Regions from separate parts of the Mus musculus genome. Here region 2 is linked to region 1. Evidence: chromatin contacts called from public Hi-C data. All regions are on one chromosome and are shown on one strand. Each heading gives the region's core, a stretch centred on a gene start, on an enhancer-like site or on the middle of the called end of the contact. The rest is flanking DNA. Distances are from core to core; before and after follow the strand shown.

Evidence for each region. A called contact is a pair of places that touch in the nucleus more often than the background predicts.
Region 2: a contact with region 1 is called in a Hi-C map of the N1E-115 cell line, with 7 times the contacts expected there. The contact joins two enhancer-like sites. A contact is called at or near these places in 5 of 484 Hi-C or Micro-C datasets (the N1E-115 cell line, cortical neurons, embryonic stem cells and 1 more), 1 of 115 datasets of contacts at active chromatin or transcription factors (embryonic stem cells) and 2 of 9 other capture datasets (adipose tissue and embryonic stem cells).

What each region holds. Positions count from the first base shown.
Region 1 is chr5:100,111,141-100,116,419 of GRCm38.p6, forward strand. All of the region lies in intron 1 of Tmem150c (transmembrane protein 150C), which reads right to left. Gm36167 (a long non-coding RNA gene) reads left to right here. Exons shown (of 4, transcript XR_880476.3): 3 at 78-195; 4 at 305-4,521. Among named protein-coding and RNA genes, the nearest start is that of Gm36167, 4.0 kb to the left of the region's middle. Within about 2 kb of position 2,866, at least 6 of the 459 cell types and tissues checked have an H3K27ac peak or open chromatin away from gene starts, as enhancers often do. A contact at or near this core is called in the N1E-115 cell line, where this site is marked.
Region 2 is chr5:100,237,416-100,242,820 of GRCm38.p6, forward strand. It overlaps the pseudogene Gm8091. Among named protein-coding and RNA genes, the nearest start is that of Gm36304, 22 kb to the left of the region's middle. Within about 2 kb of position 2,451, at least 37 of the 459 cell types and tissues checked have an H3K27ac peak or open chromatin away from gene starts, as enhancers often do. A contact at or near this core is called in the N1E-115 cell line, where this site is marked.

The DNA of each region.
Region 1 (5,279 bases), core at 1,616-4,115:
TGAATAACAACAAGCACTACCCATGTATGGATGATTTGACTTTGCTTCCTAGTTGAGAACAATCTCATTTTACTCAGGACAGCAATGTGCTCAGCCCAAGGACACCATATATGCCCTGACTGGATAAGCCAAACAGCCGCCTCACCTTCCTTTGACAAGTTACCATTCCAGACTCTCTTGGACCTGGCCACTGAGGTACAAAAGGAAGTGCCCTGGATGGTAAATGGGAAGGGTTTGTATCCTCAATGATGGGAAGAAAACTTTTTCCATCTATGTTCCTTCTTTCTCACTTGGGATGGTGCAGTAAAACTCCAGTACCTGGTGCTATGGCATCTGCTATGTAGCCATGAGACAATAAACATGAGGATCCGAAGCCACCACAGTGACCATGGGTGAATAGAAGGCAGAAGAACACGTTCTTGGTGACATCATTAAAGGTCCAGCTCCACCCATCTCCACGCAAAACGGAGGTCAATTAGTTTTCATTACAGGCTGGCATAGTGCTAGACTGTCCGCTCACCTCCTACTATGACCTGGGAAGTGGCCACTCACCTGTACTATGATAAGTACCCTCTCTTGCAGGGGTGGCTTTGTGAGGAAACTCGCCCCAAAGAATATGAGGAAAGATTCATTTCACAACAATGGGACAAGGTTCCTTCCTTCTAGAGATGTGTTCCAAGGCATTTAGATACCAACTGTCTGTCACCCAATAAAATTTCAACAGAGAGATGAAAAAGCTAGAAATAAAGTGCAGTAGCTGCATGACTGTACGGCTGCATGGCCACACAGCAGCATGGGTGCATGGATGCACAGTAGCACTGATGCATGGCTTCATGGCCGCATGGCTGCACGGTTGCATGGCTGCATGGTTGCACAGTTGGATGGTTGCATGGCTGCAAGGCCACACAGCAGCATGGCTGCACGGCTGCACAGTTGCATGGCCACACAGCAGCATGGCTGCATGACTGCACAGCAGCATGGCTACATGGCCACACGGCCGCATAGCAGCATGGTTGCATTTGATCCCCAGTGGCTGGGCCTGCTTGGGAAGATTACAGAACCTTTAGGAGGAAGACCCTTGCTGGAGGAATTCTGTCACTGGGGGTAGACTCTAAAGTTTTAGATAGCCTGTTCTTTCTCTTACTTCCTGTGTGTAGACAAAAAAAATGTGATCAACAGCTGCTTGTTCCTTCCTCTGCCACAACCCTCTGCCTCTAGACCTGTACGCCAAAAGTAAGCACCTCTCTCCTCGAAGTTGCTTTTGGTCATGTATTTTATCCGAGCAACAGAAAAGCACCTAATTCAAACCCTAAGAATGGAAGCCAGCGATGTGAACAGATGCATGTAAACGCACACTTAGAGCAGCAGCATTCCCAGCAGCCTAAGACAGAAACAAGCCGAGTGCCTGCCCATCAGTGGGCGAAAAAGTTTGGCACTTTACATACAATGGAATATTACGTAGCTTTGGAGGGGGGCAGACATGGTGGCTCCCATCTGCAATCCCAGCACTCAAGGGTTGTCACAAGTGCAAGGCCAGCCATAAAAAGGGAATTCTGACAAATGCCATTTAATGAACATAAGACAGTGCTGTGTGGTCTCACTTATGGAGACCAAAGTGGCTCAACCAACAGAGACGGCAGGATGGACAGAAAGCAGGTGCTAGCTCTGGGGTGGACTTGGAATGGATGCTTGTATTTCGTGAGTACAGTAAGTCTCCACCTGGAAGTTATGGTTTCTGGGTAACACACTGCCCTTTCTGCCTGGGTAGATGTGATTCTTTCATAGTCTTATTACTGTGTGATTATAATGTGTGTGTGTGTGCATATATTCATGTATGTATATGTTTGTGTGTATGTATAGTATATGTGTGTATACTGCATGTATGTATGTTTGTGTGTGCATAATGTGTGTATGTGTATATATATGTATATAATATGAATGTATAATGTACATACGTGATGTGTATGTATGTGTGATGTGTGTGCATGTATGTGCATGTGTATATATAATGTGCGTGAGTGTACATGTTACTTATGCATAATGTGTGTGTATATATAATGTGTGTATATGTATGTGTGATATTTGTGAATGTCTGCATATGTGCATGCACATGTGAGTATACATCCTCTCTGTGTGTGTGTGTGTGTGTGTGTGATTGTGTATGTGTTCAGAGGATCAAACTCAGGTTGGAGTGCTTGCATGCAGTCTTACACACTATAAACTAAATGGCAGGTTACCCACCTTCTACACTCACACATGCCTTCCAGTTACAGTGGTGGAGCACTGTAGGAAATGGAGATTTTCTGGGAGCCAGGAAAGAGCTGGTGGTGGCAGATTACCAGCTGTCTATGAAAGTCAACGTCCCCTTCTTCCCCTGTGTGAGCAGAAGATCTGGGCACACAGCTGTCCCACTTATGGCAACCCAGTTCCTCTGGGCTGCGGCACAGCTAATGATTAATTTCTTACCAATGGGACATGAACAGGAGGGATTGCCTCTGATCTAAAACAACAGCGACCCTGCACATTCACAACGCTGCAGATGGCCTAGCTGTTATCAGAACCTCCTCTCCCACTGATTCGTAACACCCACCCTCTGTTACATAAATTAAAAAGACAAACAAGCCTTCCATGTTTTAAAGCCATCTTGTCTTTAGATTCTTGTTGCCACAGCGGAATCTTTTCTTCTGTGGCTAATTAGTATATGTAGATGCTGAAGTCCAAACGGCAAAGCCATTGTTCATAAGCTACTGGAAACATCCTATGATCCTTAGGTGACAGTGACATACATAACCTTGCCCTGGGAATTAGGTGATACCCAGGAGACCAGAGTGACCGTGTTTCCCCCAGTCCATGGGAGAGCTGAGGCCAGAGGACGGTGTCCTGACTTTAAAATGGCTAATCTTTCCTACGTATGTAAAAATTTCCAGTTTTCTCTCCCTTGAGAGAGGATTTCATCTAGTCCTGGATGGTTTTAAACTTGCTACATCGTCAGGATGTCCCTGAACTCCTGATCCTCCTGCCTCCACTTCCAAAGTCCTGAAATTACAGGCACACACCACCAGCCCTGGATTCTGTGGTGCTGGGGATTAAACAAAGGTTCCTGCTAGACAAGCCCTCCATCGACTGAGATACCCCCTCAGCCCCATCCTCACAGAGCTTTCATAGATGCACAAATCTAATCCCTACTTGTCAAATACTTCCTGAAGGACTCAAGCCTCCTCTGAGGCAGGGGAAAGCCTGGGTTTTGTCACTGATGTGATTTGTCGATGGTGATGTGATTGTTTGGGGACAGTTCTGAAGTCTATTTGCTTGCCCTTTGGTGTGCAATTATTTCATGTATCTGCCTATTCCAAAGGCAATAAACAACAACAAAAAAGCCATACAATAGTCTGACCGCAAGCCGCCATGTGTGCCCTGGTCCCCAGCTGCGAGACTGCACAACAGCAGCCTCTCTGACACGCCGTGTCAGCTCTGAGCTCTAGAACAAGATTGAGCCCACGAGATGCAGGCTCTCTCTTGCCTAGGCTCTGACATCAATACTTAGTTCAGTGAAGGGAAAACAAGCAAACCTGAAACAAATCAAAGCAAAACAAGAAATGTTCCAGCCAAGTCTCCAGGGACAGAAAACTCCCAGGAACTCCAGGAGATAAAGATCTGACAGGCAAACAGGTTGAAGCTTGCCTGGCTAGTGGGAGAATCCTGACCCTGAGCAAGGAGCAGGACCAGCCATCCCTGACCACTGACGGTGGAGCTCCTTGTCAATCAGCTGCCAGCTTCTTGGTGGATAGTGCTACAAATGCAAAGAAACTGATGATTATTCTTCTACATCCCATTGTATGGACCTCAGGCTAGAGCAAGGGCCACGAGTGTGACCTGGATCAGTGGGGTGATGCATTTTGCTTAACCTTACTAAGCCTCAGTTTTCTCATCACAGCATGGGGTTCATATAGTACCTACTTCTTTGGGTTGCAGTTAAGACTAAGATTTAACCTATCAGTGACATACATGTGCTCTTCCTAACTGGAAAATACACACACACACACACACACACACACACACACACACACACACACGTAATATATATAAATAATTCTTTAAGAAGTCTCTTGGAGATCATTTTATGCCAATGACTTCTCCTGAAGGACAGAAAGCACGTGAAATATACCACCAGAGGTTGTTGGTGCGCAGAGGGTACAGGAGCATGCTGTACGTCATCCGGCATCCTTCCTTCAGCAAGAACTAATCAAAAACTGAACTCACGTCCCCTGAACCCAAGCAGAACGACTCCATCAGCAGAATGGCAACCATCAGAAGCGGGAGCTGATGGAGTGTAGTTAGCTGCCCAGGACCTGATCTTCCAAAGCCAGTGGTCGCTCCACATTTGGTAAATGCTCACTTCCTTCATGCAGATTCTTCCACCATGTAGTACCCTGTATAAAAGCAATCTGGGCAGTCTTTGGATGGCCTTTTCTTCAGTCTCTGCTCCACTCTTTGACCCTACATTGTCCCACCTGGGGATCCATCCCATATTCAGACACCAAACCCAGACACTATTGAGGATGCGAAGAAGTGCTTGCTGACAGGAGCCTGTTATAGCTGTCTCCTGAGAGGCTCTGCCAGAGCCTGCCAAATACAGAGGTGGGTGCTCACAACCAACCATTGGACTAAGCGTGGGGTCCCCAATGGAGGAGTTAGAGAAAGGACTGAAGGAGCTGAAGTGGTTTGCAACCACATTGGAAGAACAATAATATCAACCAACTAGACACCTTCACCCTCCCACCCCCTGCCCAGAGCTCCCAGGGACTAAGCCACATACCAAAGAGTACATAGGGAGGAACCCATGGCTCCAGCTGTGTATGTAGCAGAGGATTGCCTTTTCTGGCATCAGTGGGAGGAGAGGCCCTTGGTCCTGGGAAGGCTCGATGCCCCAGTGTAAGGCAATGCCAGGGCAGGAAGGCAGGAGTGGGTAGGTGGGTGGGTGGGGGAGCACCCTCATAGAAGCAGGGAGAGGGGAGATGAGATGGGGGTTCCCAGAGGGGAAACCAGGAAAGGGGATAACATTTGAAATGTAAATACATAAAATATCCAGTAAAAATAATAAAAGCAACCTGGAGTGGGTCTCATAAATAACTCTTCCTTCCTCCACTTTCTACTGCTCTTTTTGTTACACCCAGAAGGCTACAGATGACAACCGCGCACGTGGCTGTAGATTAAAGGCTGAAACCAGCTTGTTTCTTTTGTTTGCTGTTCTGGGATCACACCCAGGGCCTCACACATAC
Region 2 (5,405 bases), core at 1,201-3,700, 130 kb after region 1:
TTCTTACTTACCATTGCTGACCGACACGATGACCCCATACAGGCACTTGACGCAGTCCTTCGAGCCAGCGGCGACAAGAACAACATGGACACCAAGTTGGGTTCACGCAACAGATTCTTTACTTGTTCTCCTTCTTGCGGCTTTTCTTACAAAACTCCCCTTACAACAGCTTCTCTTACTACAACTAGCTTCTACTTAGGGCAAGGGCTAAAACAACTCTTATTACAACAACTTCTCTTACTACTACTTCTACTCATGGCAAGGGCTAAAACAAACTCCTATACTCGTGCCGACTGACCTCCTTCTAGCTCCACCCCACCTCATCCAATCAGAATTTATACATGCTCCAGGCACGAGCCTAGGTCGGTCACTGATAGTCTGACAGGTCCGGATCATGAGGAACAGTCCAGCCTGGCAGGCAGCCCACGCATGCAGCCTCACCGCGCATGCTCGGGCAAGGCAGTAAACATCTTGGCCCATACGGCCGCATCCGCTTCCTGCAGAGCAGAACCTGTAGAATTTGTATATTATTAAGAGAGATTGATCAGATTGGCTTACACATCAGAGGCTGGGTAGTCCAGCAGTGCTGACCTGCATGCTGGCTGATACAGAAGGCAGATAGTTTTAGCAGTCCCCATCCAGTCCTGACAGCTTGGATGGTCCCTGAAGAGTGATTGGCACAGAGTCCACATTGAAGATGCTCTTTGCCACTGAGCCATCTCTTCCAGTCCCTACTTAGCAAATTTTGTTGAGCTTTAATATCACAAATCACAGATACACTGCCACTTGGGTTGGCCAGTGTTCTGGTTCTGGGTGAGCTCTAGAGGGTTTGCATGTCTGTTTTATTTCTCAGTCTAGGGGAAAATTCATTAACATTCGAAGAGCCGTAATGAGGAAACCACCCTGCAGTTAACACAGGACCAAATAGCTCACATATCGGATTTGCTACACTGTTTCCATTTTCAGTTATCTCACCTTCGGAGTCTGTAGTTACAGGAAGGAAATACATTTTCACTGGTAAATGGCGACACCACTGGCTGGAAGCACCGCGTGGGTACTTCCCAGCATCCCCTGTTCTCTAGCGTGGTCTAACTTGAGTTCCGCCTTATTTCTAGCCACGGATGGGGATCTGTGGCTCGGTTCCCTAAATGGTGAGCTGTGCTCTTTGTCTCTGAAATACTACGGTGTCCTGCTTGCCATGCAGGGGCCTGCCAGCACATCCAGGAGGAGCAGGTTACCTGCAGAGGGGAATCCTACACATGGAATATTTTGCTTACTATAGACAAGGCAGTCCCTCACAGTGACCCACAGGAAGAGAGGAGTTGGGGGCACCAGCGAGCTGCTGTCAACTCAGCACGTTTCAAGTGAATCCTCTCTGCTTCCAACACACACTTTCAATACATACTTGATTGGTTTGACTCTTAACCTTCTCCCTGTTGCCCTCTCCTGGCAGCAAAGGCATGAAGGGCTAAGAGAGAGAGAGCATGCCTGTTAAGAGTCTTTATAGTTTTAAGATTCTCCCTCTGCCTGGGCACCCGTGCTAGAAGATTCTGCTAATTTAGTAATTTCTATTCCTGTTTCTCTTTGGAAACACTTGGCCTTTAGTATCCAGAAATCCCTACACCACCACCTGGGCATCCGAGGGCTCAATATTCCACACTGGCCCTAAAATTAACCAAAGTTACTCACAATGTGATCCACCTACTCATTTGGACAAATATTGATACAAAGCAAACGAATGGTTCATCATTACAAATGCCAAGCTCTGAACTGAGCAGAACTTAAAAGTCCATGTGCCATGCATATATGCATTCAATAGCCATTAGTGTGTGTGTGTGTGTGTGTGTGTGTGTGTGTGTGTGAGAGAGAGAGAGAGAGAGAGAGAGAGAGAGAATAAACCTGACAAAGAGGAATATGGAAGGTGTATGGGAAGAGCCAGAAGGAGGAAAAGGAAGAAATTGTGTAATCAATTTATAACCTCATAAAGAAAAAAAGACAAAAAGAGAAAATCTGTATGTGCAATATTTTAGATTAAATAAACAAGGTCAAGTTCTGTCCACTAGGAAAGACAGCAGACCCATAGACACAGATACACACACATAACACATACACAGACACACACACACATGCACACAAACAGACACACACAGACGTACACAACCACACACACACACATACACACAGAAAGACACACAGACAGACAGACTCAAACAGACAAACATGCAGACAGGTAGACAGACATGTCAGACACACACATGTACTTGCATGTGTGCACACGCGCAAACACACACAGAGCTGCTTTCGATCTCTTGATGGTAATTACTTGTGACATGCTTCGGCATGGAAGCAGCTAAGAGCAGTTTAAGAGAGAGTCAGTTGGCAGCACATCCGTTGAGTGGAAGCATGCTCTGGTAAATTGCATTACCTCAGCCCCCATTCTTATCTGTGTGTCACACTTGTCTTATAGGAAATAAGCAGTGTACAGAGAAATGTGCCCGGTCCTGAGAAAACCTGACTCATCCCCAGCTGCTAGCAGATGCAGGTTGCTTTGGCTTCTCTTTTGTCCTGTGTAATCCCTACTAATCTTAGAAATTCTACTCGGAACTCTTCACAATGAGGCATTCTTCCCCTAAGAAGGGAGCTTGCCCACACTCTTTAACTTTTCAAATTTATGAACCTGTGAAATGCATCTTTAAGACAAGCAAGTGAGGAGGGTGAATTTTCATACTCAAGGCTGAATTACATCAGCTATCCAGACAATGGGCATCTACTAGGAGCCCCCTGCCAGGTGACCACCCAGATGACAGCCTCTGCAGGTTACAGCTCTCAGGCACTCGCTGGTTCCTGTGGTCAACCAAAGCTCCCTAAGGCCAGGTGTCTGGGTATCTGTTCAGTGAATGTAAAAAAAAAAAAAAAAAAAAAAATCAGTAATCCCTGTTAACAAGGACAACAACTAATCCCTGTTAACAACGATTAACAACAACGATTTTATGCTGTTTGGAAACAGACCAAGTAAGGACCATCTAAGCCCACACTAAAGGAATTTAAACACTTAAAGAAGCAGGTGTTATTGATGGGGTTGGGTGTGTAGCTCAGTGATAGACACTTGTCCAGTACGATCTGGCCTCACTCCCCAGCCCCTCACATGCACACATACAAAAAGAGTTGACAGAAGGGTAGACTTGGCTCCTGAAGAGAAGCATAGACAGGAGAAGGAACGTCATTCCCATAAAACTTCTGCAAGGACTTCCATCCGCCTTGGTCCTTGCCAGTGGGGAGGCTTCTGATGAAATCATCTTAGAGTGTCACTTTTGATGAGAACAGGAGATAAAAAAAAAAAAAAACTGCTTCGGCAGCTTAAGGCAAGGTTTCAGAGAGCAGCGGACCTAGGAAAGTCCTTGCTGGAGGCCAGAGTAGAGCTCTGGTACTTGGTTCCTTGTTCTCTCTTCTCTCCTAAATGAGCGTTTCCACCTAGAACACTAGCTCTCAACCTTACCAGTGCTTCGACCCTTTAATACAGTTCCTCGTGTCGTGGTGACCCCCAACCACAAAATTAATTCATTGTTATGAATCATGCTATAAATATCTGAGATGCAGGGTGAGACCCACAGGTTGAGAACCACTGGTCTAGACGTTGTATCTGTGTCATTGAGACTCCAGTCCAGACATGAACTCCCCCTGGTGGTCAGCTTTGGGGCTGGATCTCTGAATTTTCATGAAACGGATTATATTTGTTCCCCAATTTTAGCCCACTCCTAAGTGACATTAGGGTCTCCCCAATTAATAGATCAATGTTACAGGAGCCTTAAAGAACTTCCAGGATGGACCTTCCCTAATGGAATCTGCCTTTGGTCCTGGGTGAAGATATGACATCATGAACTGCTCCAAAGAGTAGAACATTATATATTGCTGTATCTTCCATTAAGAGTTCATCTAGATGGGTCTGTTGATCGTGTGGACAAAAGGCAACCTTTTAAAGAGGCTTACTCACCTAAAGCCACATTAAAGAGATGGGACGAGTAATTATTACCTTAATGAGGTAATGTACTTTCCCTTCCCAGGAACCCTGTCCTCTGTTCTCTCACCCATACAGCTACCACCATGCAGCTCTGGTAAGCCTGCCTGCTGCTAAGTCGTGGTGTTGCTTGCTGGCATCCATTGCTGAACATGTAAGCCTGCATCAAAAGTTATGTCTTTCTCTCCTCTGTCTCCCTCCTTCCAGCAGCTGCTGACATTCATAGTTTGCACACCCTGGTACTTTTCTCTCAAAGTCTGGCCCTTGAGAGTCTGTTTTAAAATTTACTTATTAAGGAGACTAAAGACCCAAAGGGAGAACTCCAATTTCCTTCTTATCATCTGGTGCCCAATGTGGGTCTCTCCAAGATTTTCAGCAACACTTTCATGTGCAGACTGGTGGTGGTGGAGTCTCTGGCTGTTCCTCACGCATATGTCTTTATTTACCAGTCATAGTACAAGACCCACAAGGTCTGCTACCTTTCTCCCTTTGTGTCCCCTGTACCTCTTAGTATAGAAATGCTTTTGTTTAAAGCTTTTTCATTGAAATGGCCACAGGTATGAACAAAACAGAGTTTGGAATGTCCACACTGCCCACTGTAGCAGATGGAACTAGCAGCCATGGACCACTGACTACGCAGGAGTGTGGCCCCAGAGTTTGTATTCAGTCTGAAATATTTTATGAATATCAGCATATTGTCAGTTTGAACTGTATAAAAGCACTGCTAAAAAAAAAAAGAGGCATATACTTAGGATGGAAACAAAAGTAGAGATAATCTTTCAAATTTGCAAAACAGGGCACAATGCTAAATGTTGAAAGGAGCCTGTGGCACAATGGAGAAAGAAAATCTAAGACAAAGAGTAAATAATAATTGAGGTGGAGAGAGGCAAAATGGAAAGAGAATCCTGATGAGGTCACCACAAATGTCAGCAGCAATAAGTGATCTTTGCCTACGTTGCATTAGTGCCAGTAAGGGCCAAGCATTCCGGAGAGAGCTTAAGATGGAGCCTGGGGGCAACTCGACAGACTGAAGCCAACTTTAGCTTCAGGGGCTGAGAACTATGCATCCAGACCCTCAAAGCAACAGAACAGCAAATGGTCGGATGGCATGAAGGTAAGACCATCCTCACAGGAGTGCAGGCATTGAGGAGAGACACCTATGAAAGACACTCATGAGTCGTTCTTTAGTCATTAGACTATTGAGATGGTAACTAAAAATTCCCCAAGGAACTAGTGTTTCTTCAACAGTCTCATCATGTGAAACAGAGAGATTGAAGTCTGGGGCCCACCTGGGGAAGAACTTATCTCTCAGAAAGATTTCACAACGTGTTGTCAATCTGTGGGGCAGACCAGGAGTCAGGTTCCAAGACAAATGGTATGTCAGTTCTGG